2 separate regions of the Sus scrofa genome follow, and region 2 is linked to region 1. The links are chromatin contacts, called in public HiChIP or PLAC-seq maps. All regions are on one chromosome and are shown on one strand. The core of a region is the stretch at or near the end of the contact, and the rest is flanking DNA. Distances in the headings are between cores, read along the strand shown. Region 1 overlaps TMC1 (transmembrane channel-like protein 1). Region 2 overlaps TMC1 (transmembrane channel-like protein 1).

Evidence for each region. HiChIP or PLAC-seq counts read pairs in DNA pulled down with a chosen protein or histone mark.
Region 2: an H3K27ac HiChIP or PLAC-seq map of alveolar macrophages shows a contact between it and region 1. The contact joins two enhancer-like sites. A contact is called at or near these places in 3 of 47 Hi-C or Micro-C datasets (blood, embryonic fibroblasts and heart right ventricle) and 2 of 2 datasets of contacts at active chromatin or transcription factors (alveolar macrophages and skeletal muscle).

The regions. Positions count from the first base shown.
Region 1 is chr1:225,890,855-225,895,139 of Sscrofa11.1, forward strand. All of the region lies in intron 2 of TMC1 (transmembrane channel-like protein 1), which reads left to right. Among named protein-coding and RNA genes, the nearest start is that of TMC1, 180 kb to the left of the region's middle. Within about 2 kb of position 2,152, at least 5 of the 83 cell types and tissues checked have an H3K27ac peak or open chromatin away from gene starts, as enhancers often do. A contact at or near this core is called in alveolar macrophages, where this site is marked.
Region 2 is chr1:225,963,411-225,967,695 of Sscrofa11.1, forward strand. All of the region lies in intron 5 of TMC1 (transmembrane channel-like protein 1), which reads left to right. Among named protein-coding and RNA genes, the nearest start is that of TMC1, 250 kb to the left of the region's middle. Within about 2 kb of position 1,996, at least 3 of the 83 cell types and tissues checked have an H3K27ac peak or open chromatin away from gene starts, as enhancers often do. A contact at or near this core is called in alveolar macrophages, where this site is marked.

The sequences.
Region 1 (4,285 bases), core at 902-3,401:
AAAGTTTGTTCAGTCATTCAAGAAATATGTTAGTGCATTCTGAGTATCAAACTCTCCTGGCTTATGATCCAGTGATTCAATAGGTATGAGTCAAATAATCACAAATAAATATAGAATTATAAATAAGTAAATCCATAAGCTTTAGATCCATAAATCAGGACCTCCTGGGCAAACTGGGATATCTGGATCTGCCCCCGCCTACCACACACTTCCCATGACAAAGAAGGTTGGGAAAGACTTCCCTGGGGAAGGGTAGACGGAACTGAGATCTACGGAAAGAGTGAGGATTACTAGGCAAAAGGGGTAAGACAGGAATAGTTAGGCCAGGAGAGCAAGTAGCATATGCAAAACTCTAAAGCAAGAGATAGCATGGGGACTGCAATAGATTGAAGACCAGTATGGTAGAAGACCAGAGGGTGTGTGGCAAATGTAGGGGCCAGAACACTTGCCTGTTTCATAGGTGTTAGGAATGTAGGCTTGATCCTGGCTGGTTTTAAGTAGGAAAATTGCAAGACCAGATTTGCATTTTAAAAAAAAAATCAGTTTGGCTAACAAGCAGAATTGAGTTAAGTGGTGATTCTCAGTCTTGACCTTCAAAGTGAAACTTTTAAACAGTGTCAGAGCCTGGGCCCCATCCTCAGAGATTTGGATTTTGTTGGTTTAGAGTATATTCCTGTAGATTATAATGGATGCCAGGGCTGAGGTTCACCCAGGATGGAGGCTTTATGGATGTGGGAAAGAACAATTGCGAAGCTTTTATAGTAGTCCTGATAAGAAATGATGGAACAGATTTTGAGACAGAGCAGGGACCCTGTGGTTATACAGCAGTGATTCTCAATCTATACTGGACTTCCAGTCCCTGGAAGATTTGTTAAAATGCAGATTTTTCTGGGCCTTTTAATTCCATAGGTCTGGGTTGGGACCTGAGAACATGCATTTCTGACCAGTTCTCTGGAGATGCTAATCATGCTAGTTTGGTGATCACTGATCTAGAGAAAAGCTGTCAGATTTGGTAGATAAAATGAACAGAATTTGATGGTAGATGGTCTGTGCAGCTAAGGATGAGGGGGACTGTAAGGACTCTTCAGTTTTCTGAATTTTGCAACTGAATGTGTGGGTTGTGCCATTTATTGATATCCAGGGAACAGCCACCCAGAAGGGACATGAATGCATGTATTTAAGGGTGTCTTTGAAACAACTAAGTGAATATATCAAGTAGGGACTTGGGAGAACTTGAGGGAAGGTGATTAGAGCTATAAATTTTAAAATTATTGTATAGATAATCACTGAAAGGACTTATCAGTGGGACCACTCAGCTTTGCAACATTTTTTTTTAACTCTTATCCTTAATTTCAAAGCTCTGACTTCTCTTTTTGTTAGCCTTTCCAAAGTGTCATAACCCTTCCAGCCTCAGTGCCTCCTTAAGTTCCATTCCTTCTGTTTGGAAGAATGCTTCCTCCCAGGCCTTCACATTTAGCTTCTTTTGCCCCTTTAGATCCCACCCCTCAGGCTTGGTCATTAGCAACCAGGAACCTTTGTTCTCTGATTTATAGCACAAATCAGAGTTGGTGGTTATGTGTTTATTTGTGTGATTATTTTCTAAAAGGTCATCTCTCCTGCTAGATTCCAAGAAAACACCACTGCATCCTGAGGGTTTCTCTCAATCTTATCACACTTCAGGAAATCCTCTGAGACAGTTGTTAAATGTCCAGCAGGTCTTTTACAGAGATGGTAGTTGTTAAAACAGATAATTTCTCAGGAACAGGGAGAAGCAGTTCTTTGTGAAGCAGTTGCTAGTGTTTTTTCAGTAATGAGATTAAGTTTTGTAGGACTCCTCCGGCTGGGTGAATCAGCAACAGCGGCATCTGGTGGAAGTTAAGTGATGCAACAACTATGACCTGTCTGGGCTTAAGGTTGTTTTAAACAAATGCTGCTTTGGGAGAAAAGACTCTCTCTCTCTTTTTTTTTTTTCCAACCCTTAAAAATATGAGTAATATTTGTTAAAGGGAAGATGAACTATCTTTTTGAGAGAGCTAGCTGGAATAATTGGATATTGAAAAGTGTTTGGTTTTCAAAGAGGAGAGGCACTGTAATTTAGAAGGGTTTATTCAAAGAACACTTATGGTAGGAAATAAGGAAGTTAGAGATCTCCACCCAGAACCAGCATCACAGAAAAACAGGAACAGGCGTATAGTTGGGTTTCTCAGATCTATTTGCATTTTGGAACTGACAGGTCAGCGAGGATATTGTTCATCTCTAGCCTGTTGTCTTGTAGCTTCCTTGGTGGCAGATGCAGGCCTCCATTACTTTCTCTGCTCTGTTACACTGCTATGGGCCTTCTTCCTGCAGAAGCATGGTGTTACTAAAATGATGATATCAGAGACTGCCCAATATGGTGGGGTGAAGGTATGAAATAATTTTTCTTTATTTCCAATTTTTTCTCAGAATGGGGAAGGCTTTTTAATTCTGCTATAGAAAATGAAAACTGAGGAGTTCCCGTCGTGGCACAGTGGTTAACGAATCCGACTAGGAACCTTGAGGTTGCAGGTTCGATCCCTGGCCTTGCTCAGTAGGTTAAGGATGTGGCATTACCGTGAGCTGTGGTGTAGGTTGCAGACATGGCTCAGATCCCACATTGCTGTGGCTCTGGCATAGGCTGGTGGCTGTAGCTCCGATTAGACCCCTAGCCTGGGAACCTCCATATGCCGCAGGAAGCGGCCCTAGAAAAGGCAAAAAAAAAAAGAAAATGAAAACTGTGACTGTAGCCCACAATTTATGAAATTGATTTCGCAATGTGTAGCTCTCCTCTACTTCTAATTCAACTACTCTTGCCACTATCAGCAGACCTACTGATGGACTTGAAGCCAAGTGGGTTGACTTCCCTGGATATGATATTCCTATGGGACAGAGCTTTTTGTATCCAGCTGCTTCACAGACAGTTGCCCAACATGCATCTTGTTTGCTCAGAGATCTTGTGCCCTCTCTTATTCCATTCACCTATCACCACTGTTGGGGAGTCATGTAATACAGAAGCTAATCACTGTACCAGTTAAGAATTTTTGATTCAAATCGCTTAAATTGTAAGGGAATTTATTTCTTATTTAACTGGTAAGTCTAGCAATGGAATGGCCTTCCAGTAGGAGATGATTCAGTGGTTCAATGATATCAAAAACTCTATTTATTTTTCCACTTTGCTATCTACAATGTTGGCTTCATCCTAAGATTGTCTTCCCTTGTTGTCATAGGTTTTGCATCAGTCAGGATCAGCTAGATTATGCTCTAGTAATGTTATGGACTGAATGCTTGTATACCCCCAAATCTTTCTGTTGAAGCCCCAGCGCCCAAATGAGATAGTATTAGGAGGTAGGGCCTTTGGAAGCAAACTAGAGAGTAGAGTCCCACGATGGAATTAGTGTCCTTATAAGAAGAGGAAGAAACACCAGCGTTTCCTCTCTCTGTCCTGAGAAGACATAGTGAGAAGGCAGCCATCTACAAGCCTGGAAGAGTGTTCTCACCAGACACCAAATCTGATCAACAAATACATTTTGTTGTTTAAATCACCCAGTCTATGGTATTTTGCTCTGGAAGCCTGAGCTGACTAATAATAGAACTCGGTACGGTGAAGTGGGGTGCTGTGGAAATGGCTTTGGTACTGGGTACTGGGTAGAAAATGGAAGAGTTTTGAAATGCATGCCAAAAAAGCCAAGATTACCATGAAGGGATTGTTCAAGGTAATTCTGGTGAGAACCCAGATAGGAAAGAGGAGTGCCCTGAAGAACGCTTCCTTTTTCATAAGGCATAATAAATGAATGTGAATAGAATGATAGAAATAGAGATGGTAAAAGCCATTCTGATGATGTCTCAGACGGAAATGAGGAACTTGTTATTGGACAATGGAGAATGGCAGTCCTTGTTGAAAAGTTGCAAAGAACTTGACTGAATTTTGTTCGCAGTCCAGTGTTTTGCAGAAGGTAGAAGCTGTTGAGTGATAAACTGGGTATTTAACTGAGGAGCTTTCTAAATAAAATAATGAAGGACTGGCTTGGTTTCCCTGACTGTTTATAGTAAAACACAAGAAGGGTGGAATGAGTCATAGAAGGAATTATTAAGTAAAAAAGAACCAGAATTTTAAAGATTTTGAAAACTCTCAGTGTATCTCTGTTGCAGAGAGCACCAAGGATGTGGTGGAATAGTCATTTGATAGGTTAGTATGATGTGAACCACGGATCTAATCAGCCACCGCAGAGGAAACTCTGCCAGTTTGAACTGAAGGGGATGGCTGTGG
Region 2 (4,285 bases), core at 746-3,245, 72 kb after region 1:
ATTGGCCTCTAATACTATATTCCTTAGTAGGTTATATGGGATCAAAAGCAGAACTTTAGAAAGGAGGTCTATTTTTAGGCTTGGTGACTTATTTAGATAGGGTTGGTATAGAAAGTGGTACAAAGATATTCACGTGTATAATATCACATCCAGGGTGTTTTGATGCTGCATTCCAATGACCTGGGAGGGGATGGGTGGAAGCACCTGAAAACTGAAATAAACCACCGCAGGCTCCTCTTTGCAATCCACAAGTCTGGCAGCTGGTGACTCAGGAGACCTGAATATTTGTTACGTATAGCACCATAATGCCACCTTAGTTTATAGATTTAGAGATTAATCTAATAGATTCTAAATCATTTGGTTCATTTAAAAAATCTTTATCTCTTTGCTTCTCGCTAAACTTCTTCTTTTCTATGTCTAGATATAGGTGATGGCACTAGATTCTTGTGAGCTATCAGCCCCAACCACCGGGAAGGAAAATTACCCCACTCATGAGAAAGTGACATTTGCTTTCTCTTTGAAGAGGAGTGATCTGTATAATGGTGTGCTGAAGTGGGAACATGATTCCCTGCCATGGTTCCTCTTCATCCCCCTGTATTTACATCTCTTCATTGAGAAGGCTGGGGTTCTGTGATGATCAGAGCTGCCAGACTGCACAAATGCTGTAGTGAGAAGACAGCCAAGTAAAATACTAACCATTTCAACCGGAAAAATTTACAATAGCTACATTAAAACCTGCTTTGATATTGAGAGGTACGGGAGATGCAGTTAAGGAAAATATAGGTTTGTCTCCAAGGAAATTAGGGAAGAGCCCTAAAGAAGCAGTCCTACTCTAATGGAGCAAAGCTCTGCTCTGTTCCCTCCAGTCCTGTGCTTCCTCCTTCCTGTGACTTTGTTCATCATTTTTCTTTCTCTTGGAAAGTTTTCTTATACAAAGGCCCCAAAGCTAGGGGGAAAATGTGGTACGTCCGGGAGTAGACGAAAGTTACCATGTAATATCACTATTGTTCGTTGATGGATTGGTTCATTAATTCATTTATACATTCACTTATTCATGCCACAAATATTTACTGAATGCTACAATTTTCCAGGCACAAAAACAGAGAGTTGAAGAAGACCAAGAAAGGCCCTGCCTTCTTAGAGCTTACTTCCTATAGGGAAAATAAAAAGTAGCTCAATTAATAAATAACTAGAGAACATAATGTCAGGTGGAGACAGCTATGAAGCAAACTAAAGCAGGATAGAAGAGCTACTGATACCTGGTAGCTTTTAGTTTTTCCATCTGTCTAGTTGCTCTTGCAGTCTCAGTGAGGTGGTTTGGCAAAGGAAATTACCAGTGTTGACTTTCAATTTAAGGCCTTTTTCTATCCCATGTCTCACCACTATGCTCTTCTTCTCGCCTCTAAGATCTAATTCCCTGCATTCTGCAATGCCAGTCAGCTTTCTTCCTCTTAGCTGCCACATATTCATTATAAAAATGTACATGCACTATAGTCCTTGCCTGGATAAACTAGAATTCTCTTCTCTATTTTCTCATTTTTTAAATACTGTAGAAATTGCTCGTCTGCTGATATTCCTTCTTTCCCTTTGTCTTGTGGGTTTGTATCTTTTAAAATTCCTTCACTACCATGTATAGTTTGATCTTGAGAAGTACCAAAGGCAAACATATGTATGATCCATAGTATTTAAATGAATTTACCTACTCAATCTGTTTAAAAGTTGAGGTAATAGCACCCATCACTGGGTTTCTCTATGGATCCTGGACATTTTTAATCCCTGAAGTTTTTCATTTGCTTAGCAATAACATGGTCAGGTATGTTGACCTGAAACAAACAGATATTTCTTCAGCAAAGATGGGTTTGTTTTGGATCAGCAGAGAATTGCAGTTTGGGGTCTGCAATCATGGTGAGCCACCTGCAAGGCCTGGAAGGAAAGGAGTGTGCTTTTATAGGGAGGAAAAGGAAATTGAGAGGGCTTTAGTAAGCCAAGAGTCCATGGCTTTCCATTGGCTGAGTCTTTGAATTGAAGCAAGTCTGTTTACTTGCTGGGCTCTGTTTTCCACACAGGATGAGAGCTCCCCCTTCTGGCCTCCAACTCTATTTAATTGAGGTTTCTGTTTATTCATTTTTTAGTAGGTAACGACACCTATTGCTATAAATTCCAGCCCCCATCCTTTGTTCACCCCAATGGGGCTATAACTTGTTCTCTACCAATTCTAGTTCTTTTACCAGCAATTTGTCAATTACAGTGTAGAATTTTCTACCCACTAACAGTTTCCACACAGGTTTCTGCTTGCAGGGTTTTGCTGTGGTGAATTGCAATTCTCTGTATTGCCCTGTGTCTCTCTCCAATTTTAGGGGCAATGATTTGCCCTGTGAAGTCAATTCTCCGAAGAATTGTTGATTTTTAGTTTGTTCAGCTTTTTCTAGTTAGGATGGGAATGATGACTTCTAATCTCTTTACATTTAGAGACTCAGTGTTAATCTACCTCTTTCATGCAGTTTGCACTGACCGATTCATCATCCTGGGCTGTCTTTCTCTCCTGACTCCTATTTTTGACATTAAATACTTACATTCCACTCTACACCAATCATTTTATTTGTGCATATGTTTTCATCTGTCTAGACTAGGACCTCCTGGAATGAAAGAAAAAATAGCTTATTTACTTTATGGCTCCTCAGATGTCATTAGATTAGTATAGATTTGAGTGCTTTCTATATACTGCCACATACATTTTACTTATTTAATTTTCATAACACTGCTATGAGATTATTTATTTTTACAACTTGTTGAAATGGAAAATGGAAACATGCTCAAAGAGGCTAGACATGGCTTATGGTCATGCTTTTTGAAGCGGCAGAGGTAGGTTTTGAACTCAGGTCTGCCTGATTCTAACAAGACAGTTCCTTCAACTAAGACACACAGTCCTTCCTACTGCTTTCTTCCTTGCAAAGTAAGGATGATGGCAGTACCTGACCTAAGAATAAAATAGTCAATTGAGGTCTATTAATTTTGATAATTAAGAGAAAGTAGAGCTAATTAACTAAAACTCTCTCCTATCATTTCTCCTTAAACTTCCACAATGTCTCAGCAGCATTTTTCTGAACTACATTACAAGGTGGAACATTTTAGCCACTACTGAAGAAAGCACTAGACATTTTATTAGTAGGCTCCTTTCTTCCTAACACTGTGGGGGAAAAATATTAAGTTCTGACTGCTTTATTCCTGTTTTTTTTTATGACCTTTTGTAATCCAGGACTTCTTTACAGGGACACTGCAAGGGTCAGTCAAATAAGCCTTTGAGTGAAATTCTAGGAGACATAACAAAGTGTAACCTCTTACTTTCTGTATCTTTATTTTTTTTTTAATTTTCCTCACTTTTTGTCTCCCTAAATCTGTCTTAAAATCAAAAACAAAACAGAACAGTACTTTTTAAAAGCATCTTTAAAAGTAAATAGGGTAAATATTCATTTACTGTAATAATTTGGAAATATAGAAAATGTCTAAAGAGGAAGAAAAAGACTTCTCACAACCTCATCATCCAGATATGGCTGCTAGCATTTTGGCATATTTTATGTCAGCCCCAACTCACATTTGGCATGACTTTTATTTCAGTTATCTCATATTGTATAATATACAGAATTTTTATAATCTCTTTACATAGTAGATAATAAACATTTCTACATACCATTAAAGTACTGCTAGATATTATAGAAGCTGAATTAATTTATGTAACCATTCCTCAGAACTGGTAATTCCATGTGGAATCACCTGAAGGTGATTGGATATGAAACAAAAAAGAAAGGGATGGGAGGCAGCCAGGGTTGTTGACTCATGTTTTGGTTTTCTGGGTTTCTCCATGCGATTAGAAAAAAAGAAGTTAACTTACAGACTTCTAGAGCATTTGGCATGAATAAATTTCTCATTGGTCAAGATGGAGTACAGATACTGAATTTATTTACTCTCTTTCCTGAAACAACTTTTTTTAAAATGGCAAAATATATGAAACAACAGTTTCAAGACATCTCAGATAAAAAAGGATAGTGAGGAGTTCCCGTGGTGGCACAGTGGTTAACGAATCTGACTGGGAACCATGAGGTTGCAGGTTCGATCCCTGCCCTTGTTCAGTGGGTTAACAATCCGGCGTTGCCGTGAGCTGTGGTGTAGGTCGCAGACCCGGCTCGGATCCTGTACTGCTGTGGCTCTGGTGTAGGTCAGCGGCTATAGCTGCTATTCGACCCCTAGCCTGGGAACCTCCATATGCCGCAGAAGCAGCCCAAGGAAT